Regions from separate parts of the Sus scrofa genome. Here region 2 is linked to region 1. A link is a contact called in public Hi-C data. All regions are on one chromosome and are shown on one strand. Each heading gives the region's core, a stretch centred on a gene start, on an enhancer-like site or on the middle of the called end of the contact. The rest is flanking DNA. Distances are from core to core; before and after follow the strand shown.

Region 1 (6,343 bases), core at 3,784-6,283:
CTGTGGGGAAGCCTTGAAGAGGGGCAGAGAAGCAGTGGGAGTTGGAGACTGCTGCCCTCTCCTCTGTCTGGAAGGATGGCTCTTTCCGAAGCAAGGGCGGGAATTGTCACTTGCCAAGTCCCTTCCATCTCCAGATCCTCTGAATGGGCTTTCTAGTGTTTTGCAATGGAGACAGAGCTAATTGCCTTCACTTTCCCCAGTGCTGTGCCATGGCGGGAAGAGATGACCAGGAATAACTGATTCACACATCCCCAGAGACAGGGAGCTGCAGAGAAAAACATAACTCAGCCAAACGTTCTGATGTCCACCAAGCAAAACATGAGACCTTTGGAAATATCTAAATGATCAATGGACGTTCCCCAGTTTTAATTCTCATGCAACAAGTGCCTTTTGTGAGGAGCACACTGCTTATAATTAGCACGAGGGAGACTTGGCAACAGATGTGTGTGCGTGCATGCGTGCCCACCTGCACGTGCGTGTGTACACAAGCATGCATGTGAGTGTATGTGTGTATGGGGTGTCTGAGTGAGCGTATGTGTGTGTGAGAGAGAGCGTGTGTGGGCATGAGTTTTCTGCGTAAGTGCATGTGAATATGCCAGTTTGTGAAAGGGAGGGGCTGTGTATGTGAGAGAGATTGAGTGAGTGGGTGCACATGCAGAAACACATGTACATGCATCTGAGGGCTCTTGGAAGCCAGGAACCTAGCTTCCAGCTGGTGATATGGGCAGAATTTCCTGAAATTGCCTCTGACTCACGAGCACTCGATGACCAGCTAAAATAATACAAAACAATTCAAATATGCAGAGTCTTGGGTTTGCTTTCATTTGGTTAGTTTACATAAGGGAAGTTGTTATTGAAAAAAGCCTTTATCCGAAGGTTTTCTGAACACAGTACTGTCCTGACTCCGTGTAGCCTTTTTCTTGCCTCTGCTGCCCGGCTGTATCAGGCTGTGTATGTCAACCATGGTCGTAATCAATTTTGCCCAGAGCTCAGGGTTACAGAGCTATCTGCCTGACCTCATCATGGTTTTCATGCCATGACAAGAGTGGCTAATGGAAACCACACCAGCTAGAAATCAGGAGTCCATGTGACCTGGGAAAAGTCAGCGAAGCTCCCGGAGCCCAGCCTGTTCCCTGGCCAACCTGGGTTCCACACCCACCTGCCTTAACTGCCTCGGGACATGTGAGGACAGATGAGAAGGATGCTGGAAAAAAAGCACCAGCCTTATTACTTGGGGATCTGATTCTAAGATGTAAAGTCAAGAGACTGCAGTCGGCCGCTGTGGTTTCTGAGGACCAGTCCAAATTTCCTTAGGAGCCACAGCTCCTTGCAGTCTAGACCACCTGCAAAGGGAGAGAAAAGGAATATTCTCCCTTTTATTGGTTGTCCCAATTTATCAATTTAGAATAAGCCTTTATGCCCCACTCTCTCTAAATAAAACTTGATTTGAAAAGTGTCTGAACCTCTGTTTGCACATCTGCTCCTGTGTTAGCTTTTGTCCCTCCTGTAGGGAAGGGCCTGTCCCCTACGTATCTGAGGCCACCGTCTATCTCCCTTGCCCGGTAAAGCCGCTGGGCCTCGCACTGGGGCGTGAACCTAGCAGCACAGAGTCCAGACTCCGGCCGCCCGCTGGCGGGAGTCACACCCTGGCTCCACCCCTGCAGCCTCCGGAGTTGGCTCCTTAGAAGGGAGAGTGCGGCCTGGATCCCAGGCCGATCTGGGCAGATAGGAATCCACGGTGGACGCCAACTCAGCTTTCCTCTCTTCAAAGGGTATATGCTGTGGGCACAGATAATCTCTTTGGAAGTTTGGATCAAAGAAATAAGCGTCAAAGATAAAAGTCGTTCTCTCATGCCTGTGATGAGGGCCCACAGAATGCCCTTGTCACTGCATTAATTTTGTTTCTGTGTCTCAGCCATGTCCCTCCTGGCCTTGGGAGCCCTTCCTTCCATTGAGTGAATGTTTACAGGGCGCCTCCCTGTGTCACTTGGGGGGTTAAGAAGAGGCCGTAAGCAGCAAACAAGACACACAGGCCCTACCCTCCTGGGGCTACTGACAAGCAGGAAAGGAAGGCAGGAGCCCCTGACAAGGGGGAAATATATTGTGGGCAGACAGCTGGGAGCACAGAGCTTGGGGATTTAACCTTCTCAGGGGATCAGAGTAGCCATCCTTGGGGACATGACTTTAGGTGAGATTTGGGGGGCCTGGGATGTAAGCCCCATGGGGACTGTCCCCAGAGGGTACCTGACATAGGAAGTGCTTCTTAAATACTTGTTGAAGGGATAACAGAGGAGGTAACAGAAGGGGGTGGTGCTGTGAAGGAGGTTCCAGGCAAAGGGAATTCCATATCTGACGGCCATGGGCGTGCTCAACCCAGCAAAAAAGGGTCCTCGTGGATGCACTGGAGAGAGCAAAAAATGGGTCCAGGACCCAAAGCTGGACCAGCTGGCAGTGGCTCTTGGACCTTGTTGAGGAGGTTGAACTCTTGCTGGAGCATCAGGAGCTGACGCCAGCATTGAGGGGCCAAGTCGCTCCCACTGCCCACTCTGCAGTGGTCCTTCTCAAACTCTAATGTGCGATGGAACCTCCTGGGCATCTCATGAAAACACAGATTACTCCATAGTTGTGAGGCTGGGATTCTGCACCAGCTCCCAGGGGCCGAGGCTGCTGGTTTTGAGCACAGCATTTTGCAGGCAAATGCTCTGCCATTGAGCTCTACCCCCTGAGCACCACACTTTGAGTAACAGAGACACAAGATGCTGCATCAGCGTTGACTTTCTAGCCATGCAATGGCCTCTACCCCTTCATTATGGAGGACGTATGAAGTTCTATTATTTATTTGGATACATAGGGTAATTACTTCTCAGAACCAGTGAGGACCTTCATTCTGAGGCAACTCATCTAAATAACTCCCCTCTCCGAGGGGAAAAGGGAGCCTGTCCCCGGGGATGCCACCTGCCCATGTTGACCCTGATTAATAGCAGCAGCAGTGGGTCTGGACCTCAGGGTTCCCTGAGTGTCAGCTAAAAATTTGCTCTCTATTGCTAAACTATCTCCCTTTTCCACATGGCTTTTTTCCTACCGTGTCCCACCAGGATATGGGTGGAGGCCGGCTGGGCCTAGAACAGGCTATCGGCCTGCACTGGAGAGGCTCCTGGCCACCATCCGAGTCCTGGAGGATTAACTGAGTGCTCTGTGGCCTTGGAGGGAGGCCAGCCCAGAGAGTTTCCCAAGCCTGGATTAGCCACAGCCTGAGATGTGCTCACGGCTGCTGCGTTATCATGGTCTTTCTCTTATCTGGATTTTAATGACTTCAGCAGTTTGCCTAGCAGGTGATGTCCTGGTGCCTGGAGTGACTGACCAGTGCTCCAGCCATGAGAGTTGGTCCTGGGAAGACCCGCAGTGGTGGGAGTTCACCTGTGGTGCTATAGTGGGGGGAGCATAGACTATTCCTCCAGCTGAAAGTATTCCTTGCTAGCTAATCCTTATTGAGTCCAATTCCACCACCAGGTCTTCATTCTTTGGGTTACACACTGCCTCAACTGTCTATCTTAAAAACCTGAGGATAACTATTGGAGTTCCTGCCATGGCTCAGTGGAAATGAATCTAACCAGCATCCATGAGGACACAGGTTCAATCCCTGGTCTTGCTCAGTGGGTTAAGGATCCAGCATTGCCGTGAGCTGTGGTATAGGTTGCAGACGTAGCTTGGATCCTGCATTGCTGTGGCTGTGGCATAGGCCGGCAACTACAGCTCCAATTCGACTTCTAGCCTGGGAACCTCCATATGCCATGGGTGCAGCCCTAAAAAGACAAACAAACAAACAAACAAAAAACCTGAAGTTAACTATTAAGTCACTAACATCTTAGTAAGAATTAGGTCATTGGCTCTCCCCTAGGGTAGGGACAATGTCTTGGTTAGAGAAGGCCACTGTGATAGGGATGAGGAGTAAGAGAAAGCAGGAAATGGGGAGACAGGAGATGAAATTGGCTTAACTTCACCATCTTGTCCAGGGCCAACTCTGATTTTGACCTCCAGATGCTTCCTATTTTTTATGGCTTCTAATCAAAGTTGGTGATGATGTAAGGAACTGGAGTGAAACCAGGCATTCAGATTCTGGGTGGGGTTTACAGTAAAGATATGAGTAATACCTGACACTTGCCTGTGCCTCTCTGTCCCCCAGACAGGATGAACCCCGGAAAGCCATGGGTACCACCTCTAGGGTGGGACAGAGGTAAGCCCAAGGTCAAGTGGAACCGAACCTTTACCTGTAGGACCGAGCCTTTCCCTGAGAGACTGAGTTACCCCAGGGAGACTGCTGGACTAGAGGGGACCAGAATACCCTCAGCTGCAAGGGAATCTCAGCCGGCAATAAAGAGGAGGGAAGGACTGACACACTGCAGCTCAGACAACCTCGAAACCATCGGGTTGATGGGAAGCAGCGGGCACTGAAGAGCACGCTTTCAGTTTATGGCCTTTGGCTGGAGGCAGAGGCTCACTGGAGGAACACCCGTGTCCAATGGCTTTGTCCGCAATGAAGATACTGCTGCCTACATGGTACGTATCCTCTTTGTGAGGACTCAGGAAATATGCTTTGGCCTTAGGTTCCAAAATAGTTCTTCTCCAGAACAACCGGTTTACTTTTATCTCATAAGCCTTGTAACGTGTGTGAAGGATCCCTTCCTGCCGGTGTTGATGGCTAGGTAGCTGAGAGCCAGATTCATGATCTATCCTGTGTCATTCCCTTCTCATTATTTAAACACACACACACACACACACACACACACACACACACACACACGTGCTCCTCTCATGCCTACCTCCATTTTCAGTTCCCACCCTACCCTCTTTTTCTTTGTCATCTGCTTCTGTTTTTTAATATCTTGCTGTATTCTGTGTATATTTATATAACTGTTCTTGTGTTGAAACAAGGGGGAGCGACATCGAACCTCCAGAACAATCTGCCCCCTTGGCTTCAGTTTTCCTGTGCCCGTCTGGACTGTGGCCAGGAGGCGCCTAAGGGTTCCCTCAGACTGTGCATTCATGCGCCTCACTTCTGCTAAAGAGATCTTTGCAAAAGCACCTCCGTTTACAGATCTTCCACGCCACCCCCTTGGTTTTAAAAAGGGGCCACATTTCCTAGGTGGGCCTGTGGCTGGTTAGTCGAGCTCTTCCATCCAGTTGAGCTTCTCTGAGCACACTCCCCTCTGCCACCCCAGCCCTTCCTGTCCCTGTATTTGTGCACTTTCCCACCCTCTCTCGGCCCCTGCACAGAGCTCTTCCCTCCAGACGCCTGTGTCTTCCACTTGCTCTGACAAAATCTTGCTTATCTAGATGCCCCCACATCCACGCCCCCAGAATTCCACAGAGACGCCCCTGCGGTCAATGGGCCCTTCTTCTCTTGGCCTCATTGGTCCTTAGTGCTGGGTTTGATATAGAGTGATGCTTGTTGAATTCATTTGAGTATGTTGGCATCGATGGCTTAAAATAATAGCACCTTTTCCTTCCTTGCCACTAAATTTGGGACATTGAAGACGGATGCTGAGATCAGACAGAGGAGGGAATGAGAATACCAGCTTTATTGCCAACCCAGTTAGATCCTGCAGCATAGACGTTGTCAAACCAGATTTCCTAGGGGTTTGCTCCAAGACCATTCGTCGGGATGAGTCAGCTGGGGACAGTTTGGTTTTACAGAGCAGATCTATTTACTGAGGGTCTCTTGCTCACGCCTCAAGGGAGAGACGACCCTTCAGACTCACCCTGCAAGGAGGGCTGGGGCCGGTGCCACATGTGCTGAGCCGGTGGACACTGAGCTGGGTGGATAGCAGCTGCTATGGGGACAGACCATCCTAGAGAGATGCCTGGAAGGCCGAAGGCTCTCATTCAGTTCCTTATTCCCAATCCACCTATCTGGTAAGTTGCTCTTCCACCAAGCGAGGGAACACAGAGGAAGAAATGTATCCCCTCCATACCTCCACGGGATGGGGTTTCTATTTTATGGGCCAAGATGATAGAAGAGAAGGAGAGTGTGTTAGGCAAAGTCTTATAATTAAGACAAAGCATTTCTTGATGATCTGAGCAGACATGAATATTGGGATGTACTGAGAATTATGATGCATCCCATTGTGTAAGAAAATGACATTATGGACATGTTAGGGAAAAAAAGAGTCTTTATCCATTAGAAATCACACAGCAATATATATGGTGGAATAACATGGTATCTTGGGTTTATTTTAAAATACTTTAGCCCAAAACAATTAAACAAAGGTGAAAGGAAGAGCAGAAGTGGTGAAATAATTGGAAAAATATTAATGATTGGTGGCCTGGGTGATAGGTACACAGG
Region 2 (6,676 bases), core at 3,646-6,145, 75 kb after region 1:
CGCATCCCACGGCATATGGAGGTTCCCAGGCTAGGGGTCCAATCGGAGCCGTAGCTGCCGGCCTACACCAGAGCCACAGCAACGCAGGATCCGAGCTGCGTCTACGACCCACACCACAGTTCATGGCAACGCCAGATCCTTAGCCCACTGAGCAAAGCCAGGGATTGAACCTGCAACCCCATGGTTCCTAGTCGGATTCATTAACCACTGTGCCATGACGGGAACTCCCCTCCTAATGGATTCTTAATCTCTCTTATCATTTGGAAGTGGGTGACTGGCTAATGCAAGCAGAAAATAACCCTGGCCTCACACCTTCCTTTAAATTTGGGGTGTGGAGAGTTGTGGTGCAGCAGAAACGAATCTGATTAGGAATCATGAGGTTGTGGGTTCGATCCCTGGCCTCGCTCAGTGGGTTAAGGATCCGTGAGCTGTGATGTAGGTTGTAGATCCTGTGTTGCTGTGGCTGTGGTGTAGGCCAGCAGCTGTAGCTCCAATTCGACTCCTAGCCTGGGAACCTCCATATGCCATGGGTGTAGCCCTAGAAAGAAAAAAAAGCAATAGCCTCACCCCAGATTCCACAGATGTGGAAGCCCCAAATCCCAATGGGACTGTATTTGGAGATAGGTTTATTTATAGGTCAAATGAGGTCAGAAGGGTGGGGCCTGATCTGATAGGATCAGTGACCTTATCAGGAGAGACCAGAGCACTCTCTCTGGTTCATGTGAGGACACAGCTAGTGGGTGACCATCTACAAACCAGGAGGAGAGCCCTCACCAGGGACCCTGTCAGCCACTTTGATCTTGGACTTGCTGCCTCCAGAAGTATGAGAAACAAATGTCTGTGGTGGAGGCTGCCTGGTCTGTGGAGTTGTGCACGGCAGCCCCAGCAGACCAGAACAATCTGCACTTCCCTGAGCGTTGCCTTTTAACATGTGGGCATCTTTATCCTTTCAGCCTTTCCCAGCAGGTCAGAATCTGTTTTCTTACCTCTCTGAGTGGAATTAGTTTGTTGGCAGAGAGGAATCACCTCTTCCACAGGGATTTGCTCCAGCACACAGTGGAAATTAGTTGCATCACCTCACTCATACAAAGCACTTTAATTGCTTGTGAAAAACACACAATACAAAGTAGAGACTTGGAGTTCCCCTCGGGGCACAGTGGAAACGAATCTGACTGGGAACCATGAGGTTGCAGGTTCAATCCCTGGCCTCATTCAGAGGGTTAAGGATCGGGCGTTGCTGTGAGCTGTGGTGTGGGTCGCAGTTGTGGCTCGGATCTGGCGTTGCTTTGGCTATGGCGTAGGCTGGCAGCTGTAGCTCCGATTGGACCCCTAGCTTGGGAACCTCCATATGCCGCGGGTGTGGCCCTAAAAAGAAAAAACAAACAGACAAAACAAAGTAGAGACTTGATGGTGGAGATGTGCACATGTTACCAGGCTCCTCTCCTCTCAGCATGATTCAGATGGTGGCTTTTCACTTGTCTGTTTATCATCTTGTTTGCTCTGTTTTATCCTCAGGCTGTGCTTTTTGAATGCAGGTGTAGAACTTATATTTACAATGCCTTTAATTGTCTTTCCTTCAGGTTCAGCCCTTTGTTCCAACATGCCTTGATTTATTCAAAACTACTTAGTGATTTTTTTTTTTTTTTTGCTTTTTAGGACCGCACCCATGGCATATGGAGGTTCCCAGGCTAGGGGACAAATAGGAGTTACAGCTGCTGGCCTATGCCACAGCCACAGCAAAGCAGGATCCAAGCCGTGTCTTCAACCTACACCACAGCTCACGGCAATGCCGGATCCTCAACCCACTGAGCAAGGCCAGGGATCGAACCCACAACCTCACAGTTCCTAGTCAGGTTTGTTTCTGCTGCACCAAGATGGGAACTACTACTTCATGATCTTCAAGTAGCTCCTCATACAGTATTAACTAATTAAACGGGGAAAACAGCAACTTTCTAGAGGAGAAACCGGCAGACGGCACTCGATTACGTGATCACAGTTTACGTCACCTCGATGTCACGTGAACATCACGGACCACTGAGAGGATGTGCTAAGAAGGATATTGTTGTATGCTTGACAAAAAAGCACACCTTCCCTCTGACCCCGAGAAAATACCAGGCAGCCCCAAAGTGAGGAATATAGTGAAACATAACTAACCAGAACTCTTCAAAGGTGTCAAAGGCTGACTGAGAAACCATCTCGCAGGCTGGTGGAGGCAGAGATGTGATGGCTAAATGCAGTGTGGGATCCTGGCCTGGGTCCTGGTGAGAACAAGGACATCCGTGGGTCTGCTTCTGACACAGATTCTGAAATGTGAGTTTTTCTCCACACCACCAAGCAATGAATTCAATTCTGACACTGTCCCCCTGGAGATAGCACTGGATCCCACAGGTTAAGGGCTCGGTCCTGCAAGACTCCCCACCCACTTCGGATGCCAATTACAAGTCCAGGTTGTCACCCATGCTCCTGAAGTCTCCCGGGACCCCCTCCTGGGGTTCCATTGATTTGCTAGAGTGGCTCCCAGAACTCAGGAACAATTCACGGAAGGATATAACTCAGGCCCAGCCACCTCATGCATCAGGTGAGGTGTGGGGAAACAGCCAGCCACCCTCTGCATGCTCCACTCTCCCCAGATCACATGTTCATCGGCCTGGAGGTTGTCCTCACCCATCCTTCTGCGGTTTTTATGGAGGTTTCATTACAGAGGCATGATGGATTAAACCACTGGTTGTCGGGGATCTCCAGCCCCCCTCTCCTCCCTGGAGTTAGGGGATGGACAACGCTCTAATCATAAGTTTGGTTTCCCTGGCAACCAGTCTCCATCCTTAGGTGACCTATGGGCTTTCCAAATGTCACCTCATTAACACAACAAAAGGCAACTTTATGCTTTCATAGCAGAAAATTCCAAGGGTTTTAGGAGCTCTGCGCTGGGTATGGGGACCAAGACCAAGTATATACTCAGGGCTGCATCCGAGGCACATGGAGGTTCCCAGGCTAGGGGTCAAATCAAAGCTACAGCTGCTGGCCTAGGCCACGGCCACAGCAATGTGGGATCCGAGCCGCATCCTCAACCTACACCTCAGCTCACAGCAACGCTGGATCCCCAACCCGATGAGCGAGGCCAGGGATAGAACCCACATCTTCATGGATCCTAGTTGGGTTTGTTAACCACTGAGCCACAAAGGGAACTCCATGTATTTTGTATAATAAATCACAACATCACAGTGGAAAAATTGGTGAAATTCAAATAAGGTCTATAGGTTACTTGAATGTATTGGATCCATGATAATATCCTCCTTTTAATCATTTTACGATGATTTTATGAGATTTTAACATAAGGGGGGTTAGGTGAAAGATATATGGTGGGAGTTCCCGTCGTGGCGCAGTGGTTAACGAATCCGACTAGGAACCATGAGGTTGCGGGTTCGGTCCCTGCCCTTGCTCAGTGGGTTAACGATCCGGCGTTGCCGTGAGCTGTGGTGTAGGTTGCAGACACGGCTTGGATCCTGCGTTGCTGTGGCTCTGGCGTAGGCTGGCGGCCACAGCTCCGATTAGACCCCTAGCCTGGGAACCCCCATATGCCGCAGGAGTGGCCCAAGAAATAGCAAAAAAAAAGATATATGGTGATTTTGCTTTATTCCTGTACCTTTTCTTTAAGTCTGTTATTATTTCAAACAAGAAGCTTAAAAGCTAGTGCCTTCCCTGGGCTGGGGAGACAGTGGTAAATGAAACAGATGCTTCCTCAGAGGCTCGGAGCTTAGCTTGGTCTGCAGAAGGACAAGCAAGCATCCTTTTTTTTTTTTTTTTTTTTTTTTTTTTTGTCTTTTTGGGGCTGCACGTGCAGCATGTGGAGGTTCCCAGGCTAGGGGTCGAATCGGAGCTGCAGGCACCGTGCCGAGCACACACAGCATATACTGGTTCTGCCCTTTCACCCACAGTTCCGGTTGGGGATTCATTGAACAATTTTAAGTGATTTCTTGTTCAGATTTGTGCACAGTTATTCTTTTCCACACTCGGTTGTGCTTCATGTGCATCTTAAACCCGGGTTCAAAATGTTTCACAAGATGTTCTTGGATTATAAATGAAAGAGAGCCAAAAGGCAGAACATTCCAAACAAATTCAGCCCCAAATGATACAATTTCATGTCAGGGTTGAGTTTATAAATACTTTCTTGCATTGTTCTTCTTCTCGGCCAAAGGTCATCAGAATATCTCCTTGGCTTTTTTTTTTTTTAATTACTCAATGATTTTTATCACATCTGTAGTTGTATAATGATCATCACAATCCAATTTCACAGGATTTCCATCCCACAACCCAAGCACATCCCCCACCCCCCAAACTGTCTCCTCTGGAGACCATAAGTTTTTCAAAGTCTGTGAGTTTCTGTTCTGCAAAGAAGTTCAGTCTGTCCTTTTTTCAGATTCCACATGTCAGTGAAAGCATTTGATGTTGGTGTCTCATTGTATGGCTGACTCCTTGGCTTTTTAAGTGAGGTCCTGGATATTTATTCTCAAGACCTCTCTCTCGGAGCTCCGATGCCTTCCCCCTTCCCCACAAAGAAGCCCCTCTTTCCCGCTGGTCATTTAAACCTCCCCTCCCCCACCCCAGGATACACCACTTTCCGATCTTTCTACCACCCATCCTTCAGTGAGCCCTTAAGCTCTTTCTCTCCATAAAGGTACCCACCGTGGCTCCCAGTCCCCCACTTCCCCATGGGGCTCGGCTGGGAACATGTTTTCATAGAACCACCTGCATCCATGCATTCATCTCCCAGAGCCTGCACAGACACTGTGGCAGGAAATTTGTATTCCGCCCAGCACAGCAACAATTCCTAGTGACTTAGTTTTTGTGAGACGACTGGCCTTCCCTGTCCCAAACACAGAGAGACCAATAGCAGCAAAACTTCCGCTCAAGTTCCTTTGGGACTGAGTCCCTTAAGAAGAGACTGCCTTGGGAGTTCCCACTGTGGCTCAGTGGGAACGAAACTGACTCATATCCATGAGGATGTGTGTTTGATCTCTGGCCCTGCTCAGTGGGCTAAGGATCCAGTGTTTCCATGAGCTGTGGTGTAGGTTGCAGATGAAATTCAGATCCCACATTGCTGTGGCTGCAGTAGCTCTGATAGGACCCCTTAACCTGGGAACTTCCATATGCCTTGGGTGAGGCTCTAAAAAGAAAAAAGAAGAACTAGAAAAACAAGAACAGGAACAAGAAGAGGAAGAAGAGAATGGCTTTGAGAACCCTGACACCCTTACAAATGAGACTTTATCATCGATGAGCATAGCCAGGTCTGTTATCTCAGCCAGACTTCAGGGCAGGGGTCAGGCTATGAGCTGGGGCCAGTCATCTGGAAGCAGGACAAAAATAAGTCTTTGCAAGACAGTCTGGGCAGGTTGTAGGTGGGAGAAGAAACCTGTCTTACTTAACCCAGAGGAACTGATGTTTCATGGGGCAAACCTCAGGCACCACGTTAGTGGAGGGTGTAAACAGTGGGCAGGAGGCTGCCATGCTGTCCTTTTGTGATGCAGATCCTCAGAACTTTCTGTCACCTCCGTGTAGTTTGGGACACATGGGGGTATTTCAAGAAAAGTTTGATATTTAGTGGTAAATAAAATAGGGTTTTCTCAAGGCAAACATTTGTTTACCTGGATATCAGGTATTCACCTGTAAGGTGAGTCCAGCCTTTGGGTGGTTGAAAGGCTATCAAAGAGAAACACATTTCAGTGGAAAGCAAGTGACCACCTTGCTGCTTGTGAACTGTGGCTTTTGTGATGGTGCCATAAAGACACAGAGGGAAGGAGTGTGTCCGTTCTGGAGCTGCGGGCAGCTTCTTGGAGATTTTTTAGTAGTTTAACATCTTGGCCATAGGTAAGGCGAGAGGTGAGCTGTGGAAAGAGGGGTTTCAGGCAGGGTTGGTGACCAGATGAGTGAAAAGACTGCGGGACCCCAACTTCCAACCCTCTGCATCCAGGATGGTCCCAGGCAGGACAGGTGTCTCCTCAACCCCCCTCACTTTTTTTTTTTTTTTTGTCTTTTGGCCATTTCTTGGGCCGCTCCCGTGGCATATAGAGGTTCCCAGGCTAGGGGCTGAATCAGAGCTGTAGCCACCGGCCTATGCCAGAGCCACAGCAACTCGGGATCCGAGCGGTGTCTGTGACCTACACCACAGCTCACGGCAATGCCGGATCCTTAACCCACTGAGCAAGGCCAGGGATCGAACCCTCAACCTCATGGTTCCTAGTCGGATTCATTAACCACTGAGCCACGATGGGAACTCCCCCCCTCACTTTTATAATAACCATCTGCTCTTCGCAGTCAGTGTTCTTATTCTTTTCAGGGTTCCTTTTTCCCCTGAGCTAGCAAGACTTTTGCTTATTATTTTAGGCTATTTATAGCGAGCGCTCCAAGATCTGCTTTTGGTAACAAATTACACCTCATTTGCTCTTCTAAACAAATGCGATGCTGAGTGAAGGCCTTGATCTCGGAAGAGAGACTCAAGATGCTGTTACCTTTGGTTCTTCTCTTTCTCTCCTCTCTCTCCTCTTCCTCCTCTGCCCTGGCCTCCATCTCCTCCTCACCATCTCTCCATCACGTCTTCTGAAGAGGAGCCCGTCTGACCTGGAGAACTTGGTTTCTGGGTTCTGGAAGCAGCATGGCAAGAACTAGCCACCTGATCATG

The links. A called contact is a pair of places that touch in the nucleus more often than the background predicts.
Region 2: a contact with region 1 is called in a Hi-C map of retroperitoneal adipose tissue, with 1.7 times the contacts expected there. The contact joins two enhancer-like sites. A contact is called at or near these places in 5 of 47 Hi-C or Micro-C datasets (alveolar macrophages, embryonic fibroblasts, fetal heart ventricle and 2 more) and 1 of 2 datasets of contacts at active chromatin or transcription factors (skeletal muscle).

What each region holds. Positions count from the first base shown.
Region 1 is chr9:57,415,803-57,422,145 of Sscrofa11.1, forward strand. LOC106504929 (a long non-coding RNA gene) reads right to left here. Exons shown (of 2, transcript XR_002335747.1): 2 at 5,565-6,343. Among named protein-coding and RNA genes, the nearest start is that of SNX19, 140 kb to the right of the region's middle. Within about 2 kb of position 5,034, at least 5 of the 83 cell types and tissues checked have an H3K27ac peak or open chromatin away from gene starts, as enhancers often do. A contact at or near this core is called in retroperitoneal adipose tissue, where this site is marked.
Region 2 is chr9:57,490,701-57,497,376 of Sscrofa11.1, forward strand. No RefSeq gene overlaps it. Among named protein-coding and RNA genes, the nearest start is that of SNX19, 64 kb to the right of the region's middle. Within about 2 kb of position 4,896, at least 1 of the 83 cell types and tissues checked has an H3K27ac peak or open chromatin away from gene starts, as enhancers often do. A contact at or near this core is called in retroperitoneal adipose tissue, where this site is marked.